Linked DNA regions of Lactuca sativa: region 1 is linked to region 2. Evidence: chromatin contacts called from public Hi-C data. All regions are on one chromosome and are shown on one strand. Each heading gives the region's core, a stretch centred on a gene start, on an enhancer-like site or on the middle of the called end of the contact. The rest is flanking DNA. Distances are from core to core; before and after follow the strand shown.

Region 1 (5,867 bases), core at 1,427-3,926, 210 kb before region 2:
ATAACATCCTCCCTAATAAATGAAAATAATTTTGCCACATGTCACTCTCTTATTAACTTGGACACATGTCATTTTTTGGTATTTTTGAATAAATGTTTTTTTCCATGTGTCATTTTCTCATTGTTTATCTTTTTTTTTAATTAACACATCATATTTAAACATCAATTATTAATTGCCTTATTTGAAAATAATAATTAAATTACAATATTACAACTCATATCATTGAATATGCTTCATTTTAAATTTTAAATTTAAATATTTTTTTGTTTAAACCTTTATATTTAATTTTTTTATTTTAATAAACCCGTATAACATACGGGTGTCACAACTAGTGCTGGAATATTTAAAAAAAAAAAAATTAACAAAAATAAGTTGTTATTTCTTGGATCTAACTTTAAAAAGAAATAAATATATGATACTATAACAAATAAATAAATGATAAGTTGCTGTTTCTTGTGTTTGCCTTATTGTACAATGGTGGGTGACATTAGCCCTTTCATAATCTTGATAACATCATGCTACTTTTATTGGGAATTCTAACAAATGGATACAAACTCAAAAGATAAAAAAACCTAAAATATTCATTATTTTCTTTTAGGCAAAAACAATACAAAAGTCAAAAATTCAAGATTTACATGCAATTAACATCAATTAACAAATGAATTACACAATTCAAGAATGCCAAATTCCCCTGATCATGCTTCGGAACCGATTCGATGACAAATTCCTAACAATCTTTTTAGCATCTAAAACTTGATCCTCAGCAAGTTTTTCAATATTTTTCAAATACCCAGAGCTTAAAATTTTCTTTCTGCCATCATTACAGAAAGTCAATGACATGATTATAGAAAGTAGATTCTTTCTATTACCTGAATTCCCTTCATCTGGATTGACCAATTGTAGAAGAAAGTTCACATTTTGATCATTTTGCACGAATCTTTTTTGGTTTCTAGGCACAACCACCAATCGGAAAAGTGTCTCTGAAGCCATTTCTCGTGCCTCAAACGACTTCGCATCAAGAAATTTCACCATTTCTGGCATGAATCCTGCATCACCCATGGCTTTCTTGAACTCATCAGAAGACCCACATAACCAAAACGCAGCTCTCAAGGCTGATTCTTGGATTGAAACCTCACCGTTTTTAAGAAAATAAAGTATATGATCGATAAAGTTGTAATTTTTCAAACTGTTTATGTACCCAATTGAATCTGAACATAGGATTATTAAAGCCCTCATGGATTTCTCTCGGGATTTGGATGAATATGAAGATTTTGGATCGAGTACACGAACAAGAACACGAATCCCACCTTCGTTTACAATCAAACCTCTTATAAATTCGTTCCCAGAAGCCAAAACTTGAATGAAGTCGATGGCACTTATTTGAGAAGCTTCGTTTTTGGACTTAACAAGCTTGATGGACATTGGTATTACGCCTTCTTCAACAACAAATCTTTTAATTTCATCAACACCTATGAGATTTCGCAACACCCCACATGCTAAACCTACCAATTCTCCACCAGCAGCATCATCACAACCACTCCCACAAATCTTTAATAATGCAGATGCCCCACCATGAGCGGAAACGGACCATGCGTTATCGGAATTTGCAGTGACTTTCATCAAACACCTGGTGGACAGTTCTTTCCCCAAATCACTTCCAGTCTCCAAAACTCTAATCAATGGGGAAATGACACCGGTTCCTACCAAAAGACTCTTGTATGAATCAAACCCAGAAAGCGTAGCCACCGATTTTAAGGCCTCTTCTTGAATTTCGATTTCTTTTGAATTCAGGAACTTCATTAGAACATGAACAAGCCCGTCAATTTCCATTGCGATTTTTACATACCTTTCATCTTCTTGAATGACTTCATTGAAGCTAACCAGAGCTTGTTTCTTCATCTCAATGCGACCAATCTTGAATCTACATAACAAATCTTTAACATAAAACTGGATGTCATCTCTAGATGCTGTGGGTGGAGGTCTTGAAACGACAATTGCGTAATTACCATTTGATAAAAGCCCCTCTGAATTAATAAATTCAGACAAAGACTTAACGCTACTGTCGAATTTCACAAAAATAATATCAAGATCACTCTGCATTAATAGCTTCCCACTGTAGGAATGTTCGATACATTTCTGAGCCAAATTGGTGGAACAATCTGTTGTTTCTTTAATGGACCGTATGATGCCGGAGAGAGTTGGGTGGTTGTCGGCCGAAGCTTGAATTTCCGGAGGGAGAGAGGCGAGGATGGAGAGAATCTCGTCTAGCTTGCTTCTTATCACTTTCCATTTTGATGAAAATACTTTGGTTGAGTGAGAGAGGAAGATTAGAGAAGAGATTTGATCAGTCGCATGCCGGAGTCTTAAATTTCCGGTGTTTGTTCCGGCGAGGTTGGCTTTCTCTTCTACCATGTCGGCGTTGTATTAATTTTGGAATAAAACCATTTTCCGGCTGAGTTTCTGCAGTGATGGTTGCTGGGATTCCGGTTGACTTGTTGGAGGATTCTGAAGGTGAAGTAATGAGAGCGAGACATAGCCGAAGATCTTATCCGATGTATACGTAACAGAGGAGGGTAGGGTCTAATTTACTGAATTACCCTTTGAGGTTTGTGATAAATTGATAGTACTGTAGACGAAGAAAGGTTACTTCGGTAATTTAACATTAAAGAATGAAAAATGGTGGGATGGTAAGTTGGGGTTGGTTAGAGTTGTCTCTAAAGTTATGTGATAATAAATTTAACACTTTTTAAGGAAATATACATAGAAGTCTCTTTGTCCTTTATTTTTATTTTCTTTAATATAAATAATTTGCGAAAATACAAAAACATAGAAAACATATGAGATTGTACTATATTATCTTTATATTTTGGACAATAATCCATCCAAATGTTGAATTACATAATATTAATCGATGATACATGAGAAATTGTTTCATATTAACAAAATATGTTTTTTGAAATTTTTATTATGAAAATTTGAATTTAAAAGTGATTAACGACGTAAAAAAAAAAAGAGAAACGATTGTTAAAATCATCTTAAATCTATATTACCATAACATTCTCATATGTAAAATTATTATGTTGCTAATGAATTTAATTTCTAAAGTATATATTTTTGATTTTTATAAGATAAAATATGTTTTCGTGTTTTCGCAAAATATTTATGTTTTCGCATATATATATATATATATATATATATATATATATATATGTATATATATATATAACTGTCGTTAACTTTAACCGTTGACTTTTGACCATGGTTAACTTTTAAAAAGATGTTAGTTTTAGAAGATAAACTAAGGGTTTACCCTATGTACTTCGATAGGTAGTGTGTAGTATCCACTTGGTTGGGTGAGCTGATTTTTGTTGATTACGTTGCGAGGTGAGTCTTCTCATTATATTAAGTAGGATGTTAGTTGTCTTTGTGACTCTTGCATTGTGTGTTGGGTGGGGCTTGTTTGTATATTGAGAGGGGCACATTTGTATGTTAGACGGGGCTGGTTATGTTGGGCAGGGCTCGATGTTATGTATGGTATGTGGTATTTTTGAACTCACTCAGTTTTAATTGTACTTACGGTTTATGTTTCAAATGTTTTCACCTACTTTTGGTTCCAAAGGGAAGGGTCCAGTTTGTTCACACCGCATCCCCTAGAGTTTATTTTTACATTATCTATTTTTATTTACTCTGATGTTTGAGAGATAAATTTTACTCTGTTTGGGTTTGTGAACAAATTTTATGTGATTTGGGTGTTTTAAAAACAAAATTTTGATTTAGTATTTTTGGGACGTTACAAGTTGGTATGGGAGCCTTGGTTTAAGGGATTCAGACACACTCTTGGGTATGTCTAAATTCAAACTAAGGTCTTGATGAGTCTTTTTGAAAGAAAAACACATTTTTCTTAAAAGATTTTTACAAAGAAAGGGGTGTGATGCATGCAATCAGCCGAGCTCAAGTAAGTGACTCCCCAAATACTTATACATGAGTATAATTATGTTTATTATGCTATTATGTGAGTTACATGCTAGAATAGGGCTAAGGATACCTTCAGGAATTGCAAGAAATGAATGTATGTGCTACTTGGAGTCTAGATTGACAAAGTTAATTGCGAAGTGTATGTTTAAAAATTATATACGATTAGGATCAAATAGCCTTAAAATGATTGATTTAGCCTTATTTCATGTTCCTTGTCTAGTTGTGGGCTTAGGGTAGAATTATTTATTTGAAATTCTATTTGATCCAGTGTTTGTATAATCTGCATGCATAAGGCAACCAACGGTGTTGATAGAGGTTCCTAGTAATTCAGACGCAAGCGTGATGAGGATTCCTAGGAGAGCCTAGGGAGTGCCATACTAGGATATGTATGTTGTTTCGCAAAGGATCCATGAGATTCGCCATAGTAAGTGACTTAGAGGATCTGGAATCATTCTTGAGGAAAGTACGAATAAGTGTGGAAGGTAGTATTGGGCTCGTACTACTGGAAGCATATGATTCATACTCGAATCAAGGAAAGCAACAAAGATCCTAAGTGTTGGGTTTTATGTACTCTAACAACCTTAAGGTGCACATACAACCCTAATGCTTTGGATCTATGTTTTCTCTAGTTATAAATGTAAAATTGTTTTCGAAAACATGAAGCCTAAACTAGCATACAAAATTTGATAATTGAATCATAAAACTAGCTAGATTGTTTACCTCTTGTTGTAGCTTGTTGTCTTTGGTCTTTAAGAACTTAGCACCTCAAATGTGATGCCTCTAGTAAGTCACAAACATCACCAACAATTTGGATGAATTGAGAGAGAGGTTCCAATGCACTAAAATCGGATATAGTGTCTTTAAGATAACTAGTTTCTCAAATTTAGGCTAAGGGATGTCAAATATATAGTGTAAGAATCCAAGAGTCATGGGTAAACCCTAATCCATACACTTAGGTTATGATCCATATCTTATGTGGGCTAACTCTACATAGATACTTACATAAACTTAGCCTATCATGGATCAATAGCCCAAACATATATATATATATATATCATTGATTTACATAATTAGTCCCCGTTAATTTAATTAGTCTCTTTTGATCACTAAATTAATTCCAAATTAATTCTTGATCAATACTAATTGAATAACATGATTTCATATTAATATATTATACTTGTAATATATTAATAAATCATAAACAACTTCTTTCTCAAATGTCCATCCTATATGATTGTTCTGGTGAAGGCAACCCAAAAGGGCTATGTTACTCTTGGGTCAAGTACATACCAATTATATTTATGGCCTTAGACACCTAATTCAACAGTCTCCGACTTGGATAAGTCTAATAATTATAACTGCAAGTACGACTCAAAAACCGACTAGCAATCGTAGCTCTTAAAATCCGTTGTCGAACTCTGACGCGTCCTTTAGATAAGGAATCATATATTCCTCCATTCTAGATATCGTATGAAATGAGACATGGATTATAATCATTCTCTATGTTTATGTGTTGTTTCCCGATTTCCGATTTATGACGACTGACTAATTGAAAAAATCAAATTAGTCCAGGCTTGGCCAAGCGCTTAGGGTTGTCATCACCAAATCATCGAGGGGGCCACTGATATCCCTTTTATCTCTATAAGGGTAAAAGGAATGGATAAACTTCGACTCACATGCTAGATGTCTCCATTTCATATCATCATCTCACTAATCGACTTGTGAACTGTAAATATATGTCTCTGTTTCAAGAATATAAGATATTATCGTCCCACTAATCACTTGTGATAAAATCCAAGAAGCGATTCAGATGATTGTGGGTTTAATCTAATACTCAAATCTTATTACCGGAGTACCCATGAACATTGCAACAAACTTGTGCTATGTCTAAA
Region 2 (5,810 bases), core at 2,609-5,108:
AGAAAACAAGACAGACATGACAAAACAAAAAATTAAACTGAGACTGAAACTGATGATTTATTTCTTGTTTATTAAAGAAAACAAGACAGACATGACAAAACAAAAAATTAAACTGAGACTGAAACTGATGAGACCGAAACTAATATCTATGATACATCTAAAAAAGACGAAACAAGATAGTAAGATAGAAGAGATACCCTACTTTACACACAGATTTTGTAGTTTCCAACAATATAAACCCAAGGAAAATGTCTCTCCAATCTCCATGATGCATGTTGTTCATCATCAGTTATCAATCAACTACCACATAAAAATACTAACCTTATCCAACAAGTAATTAAAAAAAAAAAAATACATAAACGAAACAACAAGAAAGAATACCCATTTTACCCCCGACCAAGTCTGACGTATATACATCTTATTCATCAGCCACCTCACAACATAGTAGGGTTTTTCATAGGGTTAGAACAAAAGGTGGTGCATCCTTTCGTGGGCCCGCCACAGTTCGATAAACATAAACCTTATGAGCCTCACCATCATCACCACCTTCTTCCTTCATAACCTCAACATTTAACCTCGGTCTCTCTTTAGCCAACACCCTACACCCATTCATAGTCACATTACAAGCCGACATCCACAACGACCTCATCGACTCATATTTAGTCAAACCCGAAAGCAACGCCCCGTTTCCAAACGGGCAGTCTCGTATCTCCAGCTTCCTCAATTTCGGGCAGCCCCCCAACACATACTCCATCCCCAAATCACTGCTGCCCGCAAACGCAACCGAAAGCGTTTCAAGCTTTTTCGAGTATTTCCCGATGTATTCAAACGTCCGGTCAGTTAACTGCCCGGAAACCGCAAGGCGTTGGAGATTCGGGCAGGCTTTGACTATGGACCCGAACGCTTCGTCCATTGGTTCTTTTGTGAGGTAATCGGGTTGACCCGGGTTCATGATGCAGAGACGGAAGTGCGTGAATCCCGGGCAGTTTCGGGCAATCGTGGCGACCGCTGCGTTTGTCATTTGGCGACAGAAGTAGAGGACGTAACGGAGTTTCGGGCAGCCTTGGGAAACAGAGACGAATCCTGATTCGGTCACCCCGAGAAAGATCTCTTGGTCAAACGGGTCGGCTGGAAAAACCCGGAGTTCTTCAAGTAACGGGCAGCTGGATCCAACTGCTTCTAGACCTTTGTCTCCTACAGTATCAAGAAGCTGTAAAAAAATAAATTTTAGTTAGATAATTTTTTTAATTAGTAAAAAGGTAAAAACGAAAGAGAGTTATTATTATTACCCAAAGGCGACGAAGGCTTTTACAATGAGAAAGAAGATTTGAAAGTTCACCACTACGTAAAGTTGCATAACTCAGATTTAAAAACGTGAGATTGACACACGCAGGGTAAATAACTGGAAGATAAAGTGACGTGGCATCCCATAACCCCGAAAGAGTGATGAGTTTTTTACAGTTGCTAAATGTATTTTTGAGATCAGTAAGTGGGCCCGAAACAAGTTCTTGCATGAAAGTTCCTGTACCTAACTCCATCAACTGTGGAGCTTGTAAAAGAAGCTTTTGTAATTGATCTAAACTTATGTTTCGATTCACTTTCAAAACCCTTAGAGATTTTGATCTTGAAATGAGCTTTTCTAGGGCTTCGAAACTGACTTCGCTGTTTAAGCTTGCAAAGTTGAGAACTTCTAATGAGGTTAAGCTTTCTGGGAAGCAACTTAACCAATGGCCTCCAAGATCATCGATCCCATTTTCTTGAATATCGAGCTCTGTTATGTTCCTACAAGAAATTGTTTTGTTTTTTTTTTTTTACAATATGGTAAACAAGAAAAAAAACATAATGGCATGTGAAGGTAGGTGAAGAAGAAACATAATCATTGGTTAATTTAATATATATATATATCTAAAATCAAATTGCAAACTTCATCACTCAATGTAAAGATTTTTTTTTTTTTTGGTTTCTGTAGAGAATGACATTAAGAACATGCCGCCCATTAAATAGGCCAAATGTCACAATCAAGAAAGCAACGAAAGAAAAGGCAAAGAAAAAGAAACCATAAAGTAGCACCACCTAAGTTTCCACTCAAACCCTCTATTGTAATACTCCCAAACCACACAAAGATAAAAGAATTAATCACCCATAAGAAAAACGAATTCTATGAATTTGGTTGTACCTTGTGCAATAGAAGTTATACGTTGCTTTTGACTATATGAGAAGAAAAGGAACCATAAAGAAATATGAGTCAATAATTTTTTTCAGGAGCTCAAATGGTTAAGTACAAGCAATCATTTATATGGTGATTTGTTCCAACTGCAATAAAATTTGTACCTTATCCAGAAAATGTCTACCCCAAATTTGAGCAAAAAGATTTGATAATTTTTCAATTCAAATCATACCCAATGTTTTAAAGGCACCAGCATTAATTTTCTCAGGTAAACCAAACACAAAACTTGATATTTTTTTCTACAGAAATTATAATCAATCTTCTAAAGGCACCAAGACGTGATCTTTTCCATAATAAATCAAACACTACATGCAAATATCTTGCTTTCTTTACTCTTTTGATTCTTGTCCATTAAATATATATATTCTACTTTTCATTTCGGATGATAACAGAAATAATAATTTTCTTGTGCAAAACATTCTCATCATTGATCTATTTCTAGAAACTGCCATTGATCAAAAGCTTTATTGGCTAATAAGTAATAAACACAATCCAGATTCCTAATTTACAAAGAATTAGCAACGGAATCAATATATCAGATTGGAAATGAACTACACTTTATGGAAAAACAGCTCGGAGTTTGATCTGGTTTTATTCAAAGTCAAATCAAGATTCAAGATCAAAAATCAAAAATCAAAAACCCAATTTGATGAAGTTTGAAACTTGAAGAATTTTACAATACCAACGATAAACATAATGGAATCAGGCATTGATGAGGTTATAGGAGAGTAAATCTTACTTGCAATGAGTAGCAATAGCTTTTAGTCCATCAGTACTGAACCCATCACAGCTCAGTAGCGATAGGGCTTTAAAACCTTGAAAATTCGTTGCAAGAAACTCCAAACTCTCATCGCTAACAGCCATTCTCTTCAGCCTGAGCTCCTCTAGGAATGGATACGCAGTAGCGAATACACTCAGCCATGGCTGAATGTCGGCTCCCCAATCCTCTGGTACCAAATTGAAATCCGAAAACCTGGGTTTTCCCTTAAGGGTAACGCTCTGAATCCTCGGAAACCTAGCAGCCACAATCTCCGGCGACACCGAGTAGCAGTTACCGATGAACACGTGCCGCCTGCTCCAGCGCTCGGCGTTGTACCAATCTTTACAAACCAGTGACACCGAGCTCCGGTCCTTGTTGGAGTCTATTAGCGACAGTACTCGTTCTAGAACCTCATCCGGGAATGGGCACATCCGAGTCGACTCGAACGATGCTACACCGGTGTCGACCGAGTCAACTCGGTCAACCACTTTGGCTCTCTTCTGATTCGGATCCATATTCTGCTGCAATAGCTTCATTTCACCATGAAAACCAATTAGGTGTGAGATTCACATGGGAAAGAGAAAGAGAATGTTTCAGAGTTTAACAAGATTTGTAACGGAAGAAGCTGGAACAACTCTAGATTCAATGAAATGAATGGGGAAAGGAAAAGGGAACATAAAAAAGAAACCAAAAGCAAATGGATATACTTACCGAAGGATTTGATTTACATGATGAAAGTAGCCATTAATGGAGCTCTGTGTTGTCTTTATCCATCTCTCGTCGCTTTCTCTCTCTAAAACCACAGAAGAAACTAGCAGGTTTTTTGGCGATTATAAACCATGTGAGCGTGTGAGGGATGAAAAGATAAATGTTACGATATTAGTCCCTCGTCTATAGGATGATTTGAAATATACGACGTCAAAACTTTTTGCCTACATTAAAACCCACTTTGTTCCATTTCTCAAAGTTTGAACGATTGTATTTAGACACAATTTCATGAATAGTCCCTGTGGTTTCCGAAATATTCATTTTCAGGATATCTTCGAAAACCATTACATCGATGGTCCCTATGGTTTTAAAATCAAGCATGATTGGTCCCTGAGTCATTAAAACAAACTTCTAACTAATTAAATTTTTTAAATAACAGATTTACCTTCGGATCAAATTTGAAATATATAAAATACGACAAGGACCTTTTCTGTAACCTTATTTTATTTTCATTTTGTTTTTATTTTTTGCAACTACATTGATACATTAAAGCTCAAAATTCCTTTTTGATAGTTAATAAAAGGGTTTTTAATAACAAATATTTTTTTGATAGTTTAATGATTTAAGATTTTTTTTTTTATTTCAAAAAGAATAAAATACATCAAGATTTTTTGATGGCATAGTTTAATACAATAATGTTTAATTTCATTTACCAATAGTTTTTTCAAAATATAAATAGAAAAAATCATTTTCTCACGATATTTCCGTAACGAAATTAGTGATTTAATACCACCAACATCTACTATCCAACCAATATCACATAAAACGAAGTTTAGTAAGGAACTTAGTGCAATAAATACTACTAGTGATCAAAATACAAACAAACCACAAAAGAATCATAAAATAATAAACATTTACAATGATATATTTAGAATGTATTTTCACATCGTTAAGAAATTGACTCAATTTAAAGCTCTACCTGTAAAACATGAAACTTTTTTAAGTACATGTCATACCAAATATTCTTGTAGAGTCTTCTTTTGATTGTTCCTTTACCATAAAGATCTTATTGTTGTTTGCTCCTAGCAAATCCAGGGGTCATTGTGTTATTGACTATGATATTTGTGTTAAATAGGTGTTTAGGGAAAGTGTCAGCTCCTAATCTTCTTTGTTCAAACCAATTGAACCTATAAAATCATGGAAACATAAATTAGCACTGTAATCATTACAAAAACGTTGTAGTAGTGAATAAAATGGTAAAAATAAACAAGAAAGATTGAAAATATCAAAGGACTATTTTGAATCTTGAAGTCAAACTAGTAGTTAACAACAAATATCTCAATTAGACACACATGGTAGGTATCAAAATGGTGAAAAAAACAAGAACGGTTGAAGGGTTAAAAATACATATCATTTCAAGAATCATTCATAATTTGTTTAGCTTCTTCATCTGCTATTATTAGTTGTTGGATTCCATTTTAGTTCATGTTCCCACAATCCATACTTGCTAATAATCTCTAGACACGAAAAAGTGAGGCATTTTAATCTAACATTACCCAATTATACAAAATCAATTTCTTACAACTATATATTTGTCGAGTAATTAGTTTAAGCATGCACAATCCTAACATAATCGGGTCAAAATTGTATTCTCATTCATATACTATGAAAAAGTTGACAAAGAACATTAATTCAAAGGAATGAAGATAAGTAAATTGATCTATACAAACCAACCTATCATTAAAAAGCACCATCTGATGAATCATCATATATCTTGTTATCTAAAAGAAAACTTACAAATTTAAGTAACTAAACAAAATGTTGGTGATTTTAGCGTCACCATGACATTTTAAGTAATTGGAACTAACATGTGAGCTAAGGAGCTTTCATAATTTGTACTCTAATATATATATATATATATATATATATATATATATATAATGAGTTGTGTGGAGTGCACGCATGTATAAAATCGAATTAGAAGTCGGTTCGACGACTAGTCGGGGGTCCGGGGGCAGCGCCCCCGGATCCGGGGTTTCCAAAGGGGCAGCACCCCTTTGGCGGGGTCTAGGGGCAGCGCCCCTAGCGGGGTCCAAGGGGCAGAGCCCCTGCCCC

The links. Hi-C and Micro-C count contacts between places; a contact is called where the count stands out from the background.
Region 1: a contact with region 2 is called in a Hi-C map of leaf, with 9 times the contacts expected there. The contact joins the promoter of LOC111892391 here to the promoter of LOC111892399 in region 2. A contact is called at or near these places in 2 of 4 Hi-C or Micro-C datasets (both in leaf).

Annotation. Positions count from the first base shown.
Region 1 is chr4:92,339,727-92,345,593 of Lsat_Salinas_v11, reverse strand. It overlaps LOC111892391, which reads right to left and starts at 2,676. Exons shown (of 1, transcript XM_023888437.2): 1 at 564-2,676. The coding sequence starts at 2,412. The coding sequence ends at 673.
Region 2 is chr4:92,127,870-92,133,679 of Lsat_Salinas_v11, reverse strand. LOC111892399 (transport inhibitor response 1-like protein Os04g0395600) reads right to left here and starts at 3,858. Exons shown (of 4, transcript XM_023888449.3): 1 at 3,699-3,858; 2 at 2,967-3,517; 3 at 1,290-1,782; 4 at 181-1,210. The coding sequence starts at 3,502. The coding sequence ends at 455.